Linked DNA regions of Zea mays: region 1 is linked to region 2. Evidence: chromatin contacts called from public Hi-C data. All regions are on one chromosome and are shown on one strand. The core of a region is the stretch at or near the end of the contact, and the rest is flanking DNA. Distances in the headings are between cores, read along the strand shown.

Region 1 (5,839 bases), core at 216-2,715, 70 kb after region 2:
TTATTGGGGTAGCTGCACGGACGGGGTCGGGTGCTGCACAGGCACTGGGGTTCGCAGGCAGTAACTGAGGCGAGACGCATGGGTGGGCCCAGAGTGTCAGCGGAGGGTGGAGACGTGGTAGCACCGGGTGCCTAATTAGGTTTTCAATAGAGTAGTATAAATTTGTAAATGTGTTTAATTTTTTGTGGTGATATAATTTTAAGCCCGATTTATGCGCTAGCGGGCTTATTAGGGTAGTTGCGCGGTCGTGGTCGGTTGTTGGACATGCACTAGGGTTCACAGGCACTAGCTGAGGCCTGAGAGAGCGCTGGGCACGGGGCCCACAAGGGCATGACGCTGAGGCGAGACGCGTTAGGTGGGGCCTAGAGTGTCAGCGGAGGGTGAAGCCGTGGTAGTACCAGGTGCCCACATTAGGTTCTTAATAGAGTTAGTATAGATTTGTAAATGTGTTCAATTTTTTGTGGTGATATAATTTTAAGCCTGATTTATGTTTCTTAATAGAGTTAGTATAGATTTGTAAATGTGTTCAATTTTTTGTGGTGATATAATTTTAAGCCTGATTTATGTGCTAGCGGGCTTAGGTCGACACGATGTTCATTTTTGGGACGGGATTACTGGACCGACCCGACATGGTTGGGCCCGTCCTGTGTCGAGCTCGTTCAGAGATTTGAGCTCGTTGGATAGTCCGATCCGGTCCGGATAACTATTCAGGCTTAACCATGACGTGCTTCAACAGGTCCAGGCTAGACTTGGTTAGGCAGCCCATTTGAACATCTCTACTTATATTCGATCCGTGAATTGTTACGGGTCAAAAAAAAATTATAACCATATTTACTAGTTACATTAACATTAGTCAAGTCGGAGCCGATCAGACTTTTTTCGAGAGGTGGTCGAGTCGGACCCATGCTCTATATACCGTAGAATCAGCAGCCGTAACCTTGACCACCCATCCATTCCAAGTGGTATCACCGATTCACCGCGGGCGGCCTACTTGGCGCAACAACTTGCCCTTGCGTTTTTTGGCTTTCGTCTCACCTTTCTCCGTCGCTCAGAACTCCTCGGTGCCAATTGTGGACGCCGAGACGGAACCCGCATCGGCCATCCCCCGCCGTCAACCCACACCCACCCTCGCGCTCTGCCCATTGCGCCTGCAACCACTGCCACCGGACCCCATCTCACCCCTATGCCAACCGGCCCACGCTGCGTCCCCTGGACCCGTCCCACCCGCTGGTCCGCCCCCAAGTTGACAGAATCATTTCCCATCGGCGCAATAAACCGCTTGCCTACACGATCCCTCTCTACCCACTACCACGGCAGCTGCGGGTCCGCTCGAGGTGGCCCCACGTGTCGGTGAGGCTCGACTCTCGCGTGCAGAGTGAGCGCAGCGGTCCACCACGCGAAAGGCCGACTCCAGTTCTCCCCCTCGCCTCACATCTCATTCCTCTCCTCTCTCCTCCCCCCCTCTCGCTCGAGCTCTGTTGGAGGCAGGAGGGCAGGCCAGGGCGCCAGGCCAGGCGAGGTGGTTCGGTTGACGAGTTCTTCCTCTTCCTCGACATCGCCGATCCCGCCACGCGCTGCCCGCAGCGGAGGTGAGGTCAGCCCTCTCCCGGCCTCGGTTGGTTCTGCTGATTCGACCTCTCTCTTTCGCCTCTGCGCTCGGTTAGGATCATGATCCGATTCTGTTTCGCTTCGGTTCCTTGTGGTTCGATTAGTCAGTTGGCGCGCCTTAATGACCTAATGATTGCCTTTAGGTTCAGATTGGTGGATGGACTCGTACGAAGTGCGAAATTATCCTAGATATGTCAGCTAGGCTCGTGGGCGAGTGGAATTCGGGTCGTTCTCGGTTAGGTGGTGCTTTGCCTAGCGATTTATTCGTTGATTTCTTATATATATCTAATGTTTTGAAGATTGTTTGTCTATGTAGAATTTACACGGAGTGCGTTTAATCCTGATAGTAGAGACACTTACAGACTAGTTTTAATGCCATGAACAGAGAATCAAAATTGTATAATAGCTTATTTCACAATGTAAAAAGTATGGCTTTGTTGCCAGCTTCTTCCTGCTACCGAGGAAGGACCTTAAACTGCTGTCTTTCTGCTGCTGAGATCGATTCAGACTGTGTGATATGTTCTCATTTTAATTCGATGGGCCTGTTGCCCAAATGGCCCTGCAGTCCAATTAAAATCGGCTATGTAGTCTGACTCATTTGTTGAGCAAAGGCTGACTTCTGGTTTAGCATGTACTTTTTATGACGTAGTTGGATTAATGATCTGTTTCATGGCAAGTGTATCATTCAATTTATGTTGTCAAAGGTTCCTTGTTGTCACAAACGTGAATGCCTTTTCTCTAATTGCAGACACAATAATCTTAGGTGAGGAGCATAGTTCAAAAGTCAAGATAGAAAGGGCATTGGACACTGGAGGAACGTTGTGTTGGTGGTAACTGAGGTTTGTGCTTGTTTGTAGATGGAGAGGTTAAGCACCAACCAGCTCTACAGTTCTGGTGTTCCTGTAACCGTACCAACATCTCTGCCTTGTATACCAGTCTCTCTGGATGAGAGCTTCCCGAGGCTTCCCGATGCACAGAGTGTTTTGATGGAGAGAGAATTGAGGAGCACTCCACTACCACCTCACCAGACAACTGTTGCTCCTATCCGTGGTCTGTTTCACTCCAATACTGGATCTGTTGGTCCTTTGTGCTCACCTCCGTCTGTAAGGTTCTCTTCGCATTCAAATCCTGAGCAATACCCCAACCACAATTCATACAATTCTCAAGTACCAAGCACTGCAAGTTCCTCAACGCTGAATTATGGGTCACAATATGGAGGCTTTGAACCATCCATAACCGATTTCCCAAGAGACATTGAACCAACTTGGTGCCCCGATCCAGTTGAGAGCATTCTTGGATACTCTGGTGATGTCCCTGCTGGGAATAATTTGACTGGGACCACTTCTATTGGAGCTTCAGATGATCTTACTAAGCAAACTGAATGGTGGACAGAGTTTATGAATGAGGATTGGAAGGACATGGTTGATAACCCGACTTCCACAGAAACTCAACCGGTACGCTAGTTAATTATGCCATTTTTGGTGGGTGGACTTTTTGTACTCCCGTTTGTGCTTAGTATTTCCTAGCTGTACGTTGATGCCAAATCCACAAATCTGTAATCATATTGTTGTTGTCCTACAGGCTACACGTCCTGTTTTTTCCCAAAACAAATGCTTTGTAATCTTATTTTCATTATATCTTGTTTGTATTGATATGATATAACAAATCTACACTTGGAAATCTTAAAAAGATCATCTTTTTGCTGTTCATCACACATCCAGGATAGTAGTGACCACTGATGTTATATGCAGGTTCACATCATGCATCTCATTCTTTTTCGAAATCACCAATGGGTCACAAAGTTTCTGCATTTTTTTACTACTTTAATAGGTCAAGACTCTTTTTTTTCACTTTGGATCCTCAGACCGAGCTGTTTGACATCTAGACTGCATGATCACTAAGCTGCATGTAGGGTGTTCGGTGTTGCCTCAAGTGACTCCAGTCAGATTTGACTTGGCTGTACAAGTTCACATCTTGGAATTTCACATGAGGAAAAATTTAGCAGGGTCCAGGAGGTTTGCTGTGTTAGCAAATGGCAAGACCAAATATGGCAAACTTGCTGTATTGTGCTCTTAGTTGCCTTGGGGATCATTTTTAATAAAGCAACATATATAATTTAGGAATTTGCTAATTCACTTGTTTGAGTTCAGCAGTTTTATTAAATGGGTTTTGAAGTTGAAAATTAGGCATGCATTCGCTCATCCTTTACAACATTCAGTTTCAGCTATGGTAATAATCAATCTTGTATTGGCTAGGTCACTTTTCTTTGTTATAACCTTTACTGCACTATACTCTTTGTTTATAGTCTTTATGCATTAATTTGTGTTTCACATAGGTTGGGCAACCTGTGCAATCATCCAACTCAGTTCACCAATCAGCTACCCAACAAACAGTTTCATCTCAATCTGTTGAACCGTTGGCAGTTGTGGCACCCTCACCCACTGCTGGCTCCAATACTGGCAAGGCACGCATGAGATGGACTCCTGAGCTTCACGAGCGCTTTGTGGATGCTGTCAATATACTTGGTGGCAGTGAAAGTGCGTACTGCTTGCAGACATATGTCTCCCATGATTGATTCGTTTTGACATTTTCCTTAAATTGTTGCAGAAGCAACTCCTAAGGGTGTCCTGAAGCTAATGAAGGCAGACAATTTGACCATTTATCATGTAAAAAGTCATCTTCAGGTCTGATATCTAGCCCTATTGTTGGACGTTATTGAAAATAGCTGAAAATTATTCTCTATCTGAATTTTATCTAACAATGTGTTTCAGAAATACAGAACAGCTAGATACAGACCAGAGTTATCTGAAGGTCTGACATGTTCCACTTCCTATATGTTCCATTTTTTTTGTATTCATTACTTCAATTCTTCAGTTGTTTTTATCAAGTTTGGTGAATTAATATTTTCAGGCTCTTCTGAAAAGAAAGTGGCATCAAAAGAAGATATACCATCTATTGACTTGAAAGGGTATGTCTGCATCTAGGATTTTGTTTGTTTGCACCGCATCAAAAGTGATGTTAGCCATAAAATCAAAGCAGGGTAGATGAAGTGGCGCCAAGCATCTGACATTCTATATGACAAGAGGGTACCGTAGAAGCTAAAAGACAAATTTTTATAAGGCGACACTTAGACCGTAATGTTGTATGGTGTAGAATGTTGGCCTACAAAAGACATGTTTAACAGATAAGTGTAGGACGAGGGACATGAGGACAAGGCACAGCAGGACGGGGGGCCTGTAGGACGAGGGGACGTGGCACGACGGATGAGAGTGCGAGGCGGCCGGCGGTCTGTAGTGTGGCAGCATCGCGTGCGTGCACAAAGTGCGCGGCGGCGGATGGAGCATGGCTCTGTAGGGGCTGAGAACAGAGAAGGTTGCGGGCTGCACAAGTCTTAACTGGGCCAGGTCCATTTCGATGGTTGAGGCGCTGGGCAAGAGTAAAACATGACGTTTAATGTATTCATTGTTTAAACTACAAAACGAGGCGTTTAAACGCTAGAAAACGACGTTTTACATCAAGTTGTAAAACATTTTAATGTTTTAACACCCTCAGAGTGTTCTGTCATCTAAACATCATTTTAATAACATTGATTTTTGTTGTTGTTTGCAAGAATAGAAGCATGATAAGTTCACCAATCAATTGTCAAACAGATATGACATTTTGTTTGTGGCTTTGTGCATCAATTTGCTTAAACACAACTATTTTCAGAACTACTTTTTTAGTGAATGTGCCATCACAGCATAGATTCATGAAGCAGCATTGCCCATGTATTTTGATAAATTTCAGCTTCCTTCTCATTTTTGAATAGTTTTATTATTAAGTTGGATGCACCAATCAATCTAACCCAAAAGTTTAAGCTAATAGAAAGAGGTGGACAATTCACTTATATTATATTCCAACACTCTCCCTCACGTCGAGTCTCTCTTGGGTCTCGGATGTGGAAAAGAAGTGAGCAACAATTATTTTATTTTAATTGTGATAACCATGATTCGAACTCGAGACCTCTGTCTTTGATACTATATTAAGTTGCATGCACCAACCAATTCAAAGCTTTTAGGTTGAATTGTTTGGTGCATGCAACTTAATAGCTTAAGCTGATATGAAGAGGTGGACAATTCACTTATATTATATTCCAACATTTATGTTCAATTTCAAATATTTTTTCTTAAAACAATGGTTTATTACTTAGAACAACTTACCGTGTTAGAGTATCCGTATCGACAAATTACTT
Region 2 (5,264 bases), core at 2,220-4,719:
AATGTGTCATCTATTTAGTAGTTCTCGCGTGTCATGTTTGTCTATGCGTCGTTCGCGCATCGTTCGCATGTCGCACACAACGTTTTCACGTCGCACGTTTTTCTTGCGTCGTGAATCCGCCTCGCTTAGAATCACTCATATTAATTAACTTACTTATTTAACTAGGGGCTATTAGCGTAGCTGATTAATTAAAACTACCTAATAGCTCTAATGTATATTTGATAAATGTCGATTAATACAGGTATGTCAAATTAAATGTTCTAGTTCATATTTTATAACGTAAACGCGATAACTTCTCAATCAAATCTTTGATCTCAGCATTTCTTTTTTTTCTCGTGTGACCGTAGAAGCGAGCTCTATTTCATATCGCACGTTTTATAATGTTTTTCCTTATATGGTGTAACGTTCCTTTTTGTTTCAAGAATGTTGAATGTATGTTCGCACTCGCCTAGATAACGTTCCGTTCGTGGAGTCTGAGGAAGTTGCAGGAGAAGCCCCTGAGCAGCAGCTGTTTGGTGAAGGCAAGTGTCATCTGACCTATTATGTCATATTTACTTTATAATTCACTTTCCCGCATACCATGTGTAACCTAAGGATTGACTAGCTTTCTATTTATCATGTCCTTGATCACCTTTTTGGGTTGGGCTATTATAATCAATTACATGCTAGTGCTTTACTTTAATCAACGAACATGATGAGAATTACTTTATGATACGATGATTCACTCTAGTTATGATTATGAACTTGTGACACTTTAGGGGCCTTGGGCTGTTTCCCGAGTACCTCTCCAAAAGGACTTGTTCATTAAGAGACCACCCAGGAAAATAGTGCAACCATGAGGTTGGTATGGGACGCCCTTAGCTGATTAATTGGAAAAATATGGGTGTAGTTTGCTTCGCCGTTGTGCAGTAAATGGGGCTAAGGGTGCGGTGTCGGGGTTCATCCGATTTGGTTTTGTTAGTCACCCTCTTAGGGAGGAGTACAGTGTTTATACGATTGGCGAAACCTAACGGGCGGCTACACACTAGGAGAATCTTTGTAAAGGCTACGTAGAGAAACCTTGCCTACTCACCTTGGGAGTGTTTGAGGGTTTGATCGACCCGAGTCGAAAAGGGATCATGACTTGTGGGTAAAGTGTGCGACCTCTGCAGAGGGTTAGAAACTGGTATATCAGCCATGCTCACATTTAAGAGAAGCCTTGGGATCCTCTTTGATTAGAGATACTTTAGATACATTAATGTTGACGGTTTAATGATGGTGGCTATACTTATGGTTTCTGGTATTTTCCTCTCTGAGGAGGTGCTTTTGGGATATCAACTTGGGCTTTATGGTAAAACTTGGCTTCTACTAATGATAAATAACTGACCAACTAAAAGAAACTGCTTTGAGCTTAAACCCCACATACGGCTAGTCTACCTCAGCCAAATAGGACATTTGTTGAGCATGTTGATGTGTACTCACCCTTCCTTCAACATAAAACACCAGTTTCTCCACATTGCAACCACTACTCGGGAGAAGATGAAGGCTACGTGAAGGAGTTTCAGGAGTTTCAGGACTTCGAGGAGTTCTAGACTGGATTAGCGGCAAACCACCAGTCGGTAGCCTATGAAGGCCTTATCTTACTGCGTTTCGTTTAGCACTTTGATTTCTGTTTAAGTTAATGACTATGTGAATGTTTCAGACATCATGATGTAATAAAAGTAATACCTATTTACGCTATTATTTAAGCATTGTGTGATGATGTCCAGTTATGTAATCTCTGTGTGTGTGAATTTCTGATCCTGGCACGTACATGTTTCGCATTCGGTTTGCCTTCCAAAACCGGGTGTGATAGATTAACTCCCACACGGTCATCGCTCAGCAAGTGTGGAAAATAATGTGTATGAGCTCCCTTACGGTAGGGGCTCATGTGTAGTGTAAGGCTTGCCGAGAAAAATGGTTAAGGCTGAGTATTGCTTTTAATAAGTTGGTCAAAGTTTTATTAGTAATTACTAAGTATAAGTGTATACCAACCCAATCAAATAATTGATCACAATGATGAATAAATCCCACAATGCAATGCAATGCAATGCAATGTATGATAGATTAAATTTAATTCCATAAATTACTCATGTGAGGGTTTGAGCCGCTCATGACCATGAGCACGGCTGATATACTAGTTTTACACTCTGCAGAGGTTTCACATTGTTACACACAAGTCGTGTTCCCTTTTCGCCCGAGGTTGTATAGACCCTTAAACACTTCCAAGGTGAGTTAACGAGGGTACACTACGAGGCGTTTACAAAGTTCCACTAGCTTGAAAAAACCAGCTACGGTTTTGGTGAGAAGGGGGCGATAGAGGAATCCCTCGTCCAAAAAAGTCATCGCAACATGATTGACCCGAGAACCTCCCTATACCGGTAGCTCCTCACACCGCGGTTGCCCCTTTCGGGTAAGGTAGTCCCTCACTAGCTTTCCTAATTAGTTAGCCAAGGGTGTCCCATACACCCTTGTGGTAGCACTATTTTCTCGGGTGGTCGCTCCATGTTCCGATTAACAAAGTAATCTTATCATGAACATTGATTAAGCCAACAATAATGATAAAAGCATGATCATAATTCAGATATAATATTAATCCCAAAACTAGGTAGAACAATAGCAAGACTACTAGATAATTCATTTGTATGCAAGGTGTAGGGTGAACAAAAGTGGGTAACCTATTAGATCTCATCAGCTTAACCTAACAGTGCCACGATGATTAAGAATCATGAACATTATTAGGTCAAAGAAAGTGATCAAGGACACAACTTGCCTTTTACTTACGATTCGGCTTCAGATTCCTTGTCACCTCGCTTTTATTTGAAGCAATACATATAGATAGACAAGAAATAGCTAAAAATAACATTACACCAAATATGTAAATAAACCACACATTAATATTTTATGCGTCGTTACGAGATCATATGTTTGAGAAATACTAAAATCAAAGTTAAGTAAAAGATATAAATTTTCTAAGTTTTTAGAATTATCTTATGCTAATAATTATTTTATATATTCCATTTATAAATTCTAGGGCCTATTGTTGGAAAACAGGGACCTAAATGTATTTATTAGTGTAAATAGGAGGGGCTTGGTGCAAAACTTATTGTACTGGACGACGGGTATGAATATGCCAGGGTTCAGGGACCTAATCGAAAGAAAAAGGACCTACTTTTAATACTCTTTACACTGCATGGTATGACAGTTTTATTTTACAAAACGTAGGGTTTCTTTAGCAAAGTTGACACAGCGAAAGGGGTATCGGCACATGTCCGTCGTTGGATTCGTAATTAAGAGTGCAGATTAGATCACTCTTTTAACTGAACCGGTATGCGACGCGGGCCATTGGATTCGAGATCTACGCCAGGATTTAATATATCCACGATCTAATTCGAGCCACTACTCGCCAGATCTACGGTTCAGATTCCCTCGCTCGAAGGGCTATGCGCGTTATGATCGGGACCGTTCATTTGAGATGGACGGCCAGAACTATGTCTTCAACCCTCTTGTCTTTGCCTACCCCTGGACCGACCACAATTTGTAGCCACCGGCGGCATCTCGCCGGCGATAAGCCGATTCGGCACCCCGAAGCTCCCTACCCCCGCATAGCTATCAATTCAACAATCCGAGGGCGAGGCTCACACAATGGTAGCTGACTCACCGACGAGGGAGACGTGGTGAAGACGGCTATGGCGTGTGGTAGTTCCTCAGCACCGGCGAGGTCTCCCCAGCTGTCCGGTTACCCTCAGTGCCATACAGAGCCACGAACGGGCACGGTGGTTCTCTGGAGATCGCCCCGCCGACACTCTCTCAGGCTTGCTGACGGCGTAGACACGCGGTGGCTTCCTCCTTCTCTCTCAATCTCTCCTGGACCAATGGCGGCACTGGATCATTAGCTCTCGGCGTGGGTGTAGGTTGCAGATTTCCGACGGCCAAGAGGGCGGTGTCCCGGCGCCTGCATGTATACTCAGGTCGGCAAGGATATCACAAGGTTGTTGCGCGTCAAACACGGTGTGTCCGTGCGGATTTTCAGGCTGAGCCCATGGCGTTCCTGTGAAGGGGATAAACCTGACACGATGGGCCCACACGACGGTGAGAAGAAGACACGGCACACGTGCGGCTATAGAGGCTGACCGAGCGGGCCTACGCGTAAGTGGCTCAGGCGGGCATTGGCGGAAGAAGTGGAGGTGGGCCGGGCAGCGGCCCACGCGGGCGAGGGGAGGGAAAACAGAAATGGGCCATGGGTAAAGATTTCGGCCCATCAGAAGGCATGCCCCTTTTCTTTTTCTATTTCTCTCTTTTTTGTTTTATTTTAATATTCCAAATTCAAAACTGAGTATAAGTTTAAAATTCCATTTTGATTTTAAATGAAACAATCAAACTCTATCATGAAATGCAAAGTTATATATATGTGTATATAGTGTTTATTTAAATAGATGCTTGTATGTATATAATTCATGAAAATAGTAATTCACCTAAACAACTCCACCACATTATTATTTAAGGGAATTGTTTAGATCACATAGCCAAATTTAGAATTACAATAGGATAAATCAATGTTCCTTACATATTTTATTTAAGAGAATATAATTTCTTATGTAAAATCTATTTTTAAGAGATAGTTTAATGCTTTTTAGAGAATGAATCTTGAATATATAGTTTCTTAACAAAGGATAACTTAATTTAAATAGGAATTTTTATATAATATCTTGTTTGAAACCACATTTATTTAGATCACGAAATAAGTTTTCTAATTTACCTAAAATAGGATGTTGGGGGTGTTACACTTTGCCTGTGTGTATCTCTCATTAAACCATGCCACAAACTTATAGATAGTAAATGTTACTATAGCATTGACTCGCATGACACGTACACCCTTCAGCACACTTGCTAGTCTGGAACTCGAACCTCCAGCCACCTGCGTCGTATGCCCTTATCCACTTTTGGGGTTCCCTCATCAATCCAGCAATCCAATTTTTACCTTTAGCATTTGTTGCAGCCTTTAGTTCCTTCAACTTGTCCTCGAAGAACAAAACCACAAGCTCTCGGTAGACTTATTCAAATAAAGGGAAATATCCTTTGTACGATCCTTCTCAAACAAATTTTCTACTAGGTGATAAGTGCACCATCTGTGGTGCATGGGTGCGTAGTCAGGAATCTACTCTTGCACTGCACTAAGAATACCCTGATGTATGTCAGATATGATACCAACCTCCCGAACAGGGCCCACAACATGGATCCGAACA

Evidence for each region. A called contact is a pair of places that touch in the nucleus more often than the background predicts.
Region 1: a Hi-C map of tassel shows a contact between it and region 2, with 3 times the contacts expected there. The contact joins the promoter of LOC100285165 here to the enhancer-like site in region 2. A contact is called at or near these places in 7 of 25 Hi-C or Micro-C datasets (endosperm, leaf and tassel).

Annotation. Positions count from the first base shown.
Region 1 is chr7:40,657,532-40,663,370 of Zm-B73-REFERENCE-NAM-5.0, forward strand. It overlaps LOC100285165, which reads left to right and starts at 1,466. Exons shown (of 9, transcript NM_001294298.1): 1 at 1,466-1,589; 2 at 2,357-3,062; 3 at 3,944-4,145; 4 at 4,216-4,292; 5 at 4,380-4,419; 6 at 4,519-4,576. The coding sequence starts at 2,466.
Region 2 is chr7:40,585,877-40,591,140 of Zm-B73-REFERENCE-NAM-5.0, forward strand. No RefSeq gene overlaps it. Among protein-coding and RNA genes, the nearest start is that of LOC100285165, 70 kb to the right of the region's middle. Within about 2 kb of position 3,470, at least 17 of the 20 cell types and tissues checked have an H3K27ac peak or open chromatin away from gene starts, as enhancers often do. A contact at or near this core is called in endosperm, leaf and tassel, where this site is marked.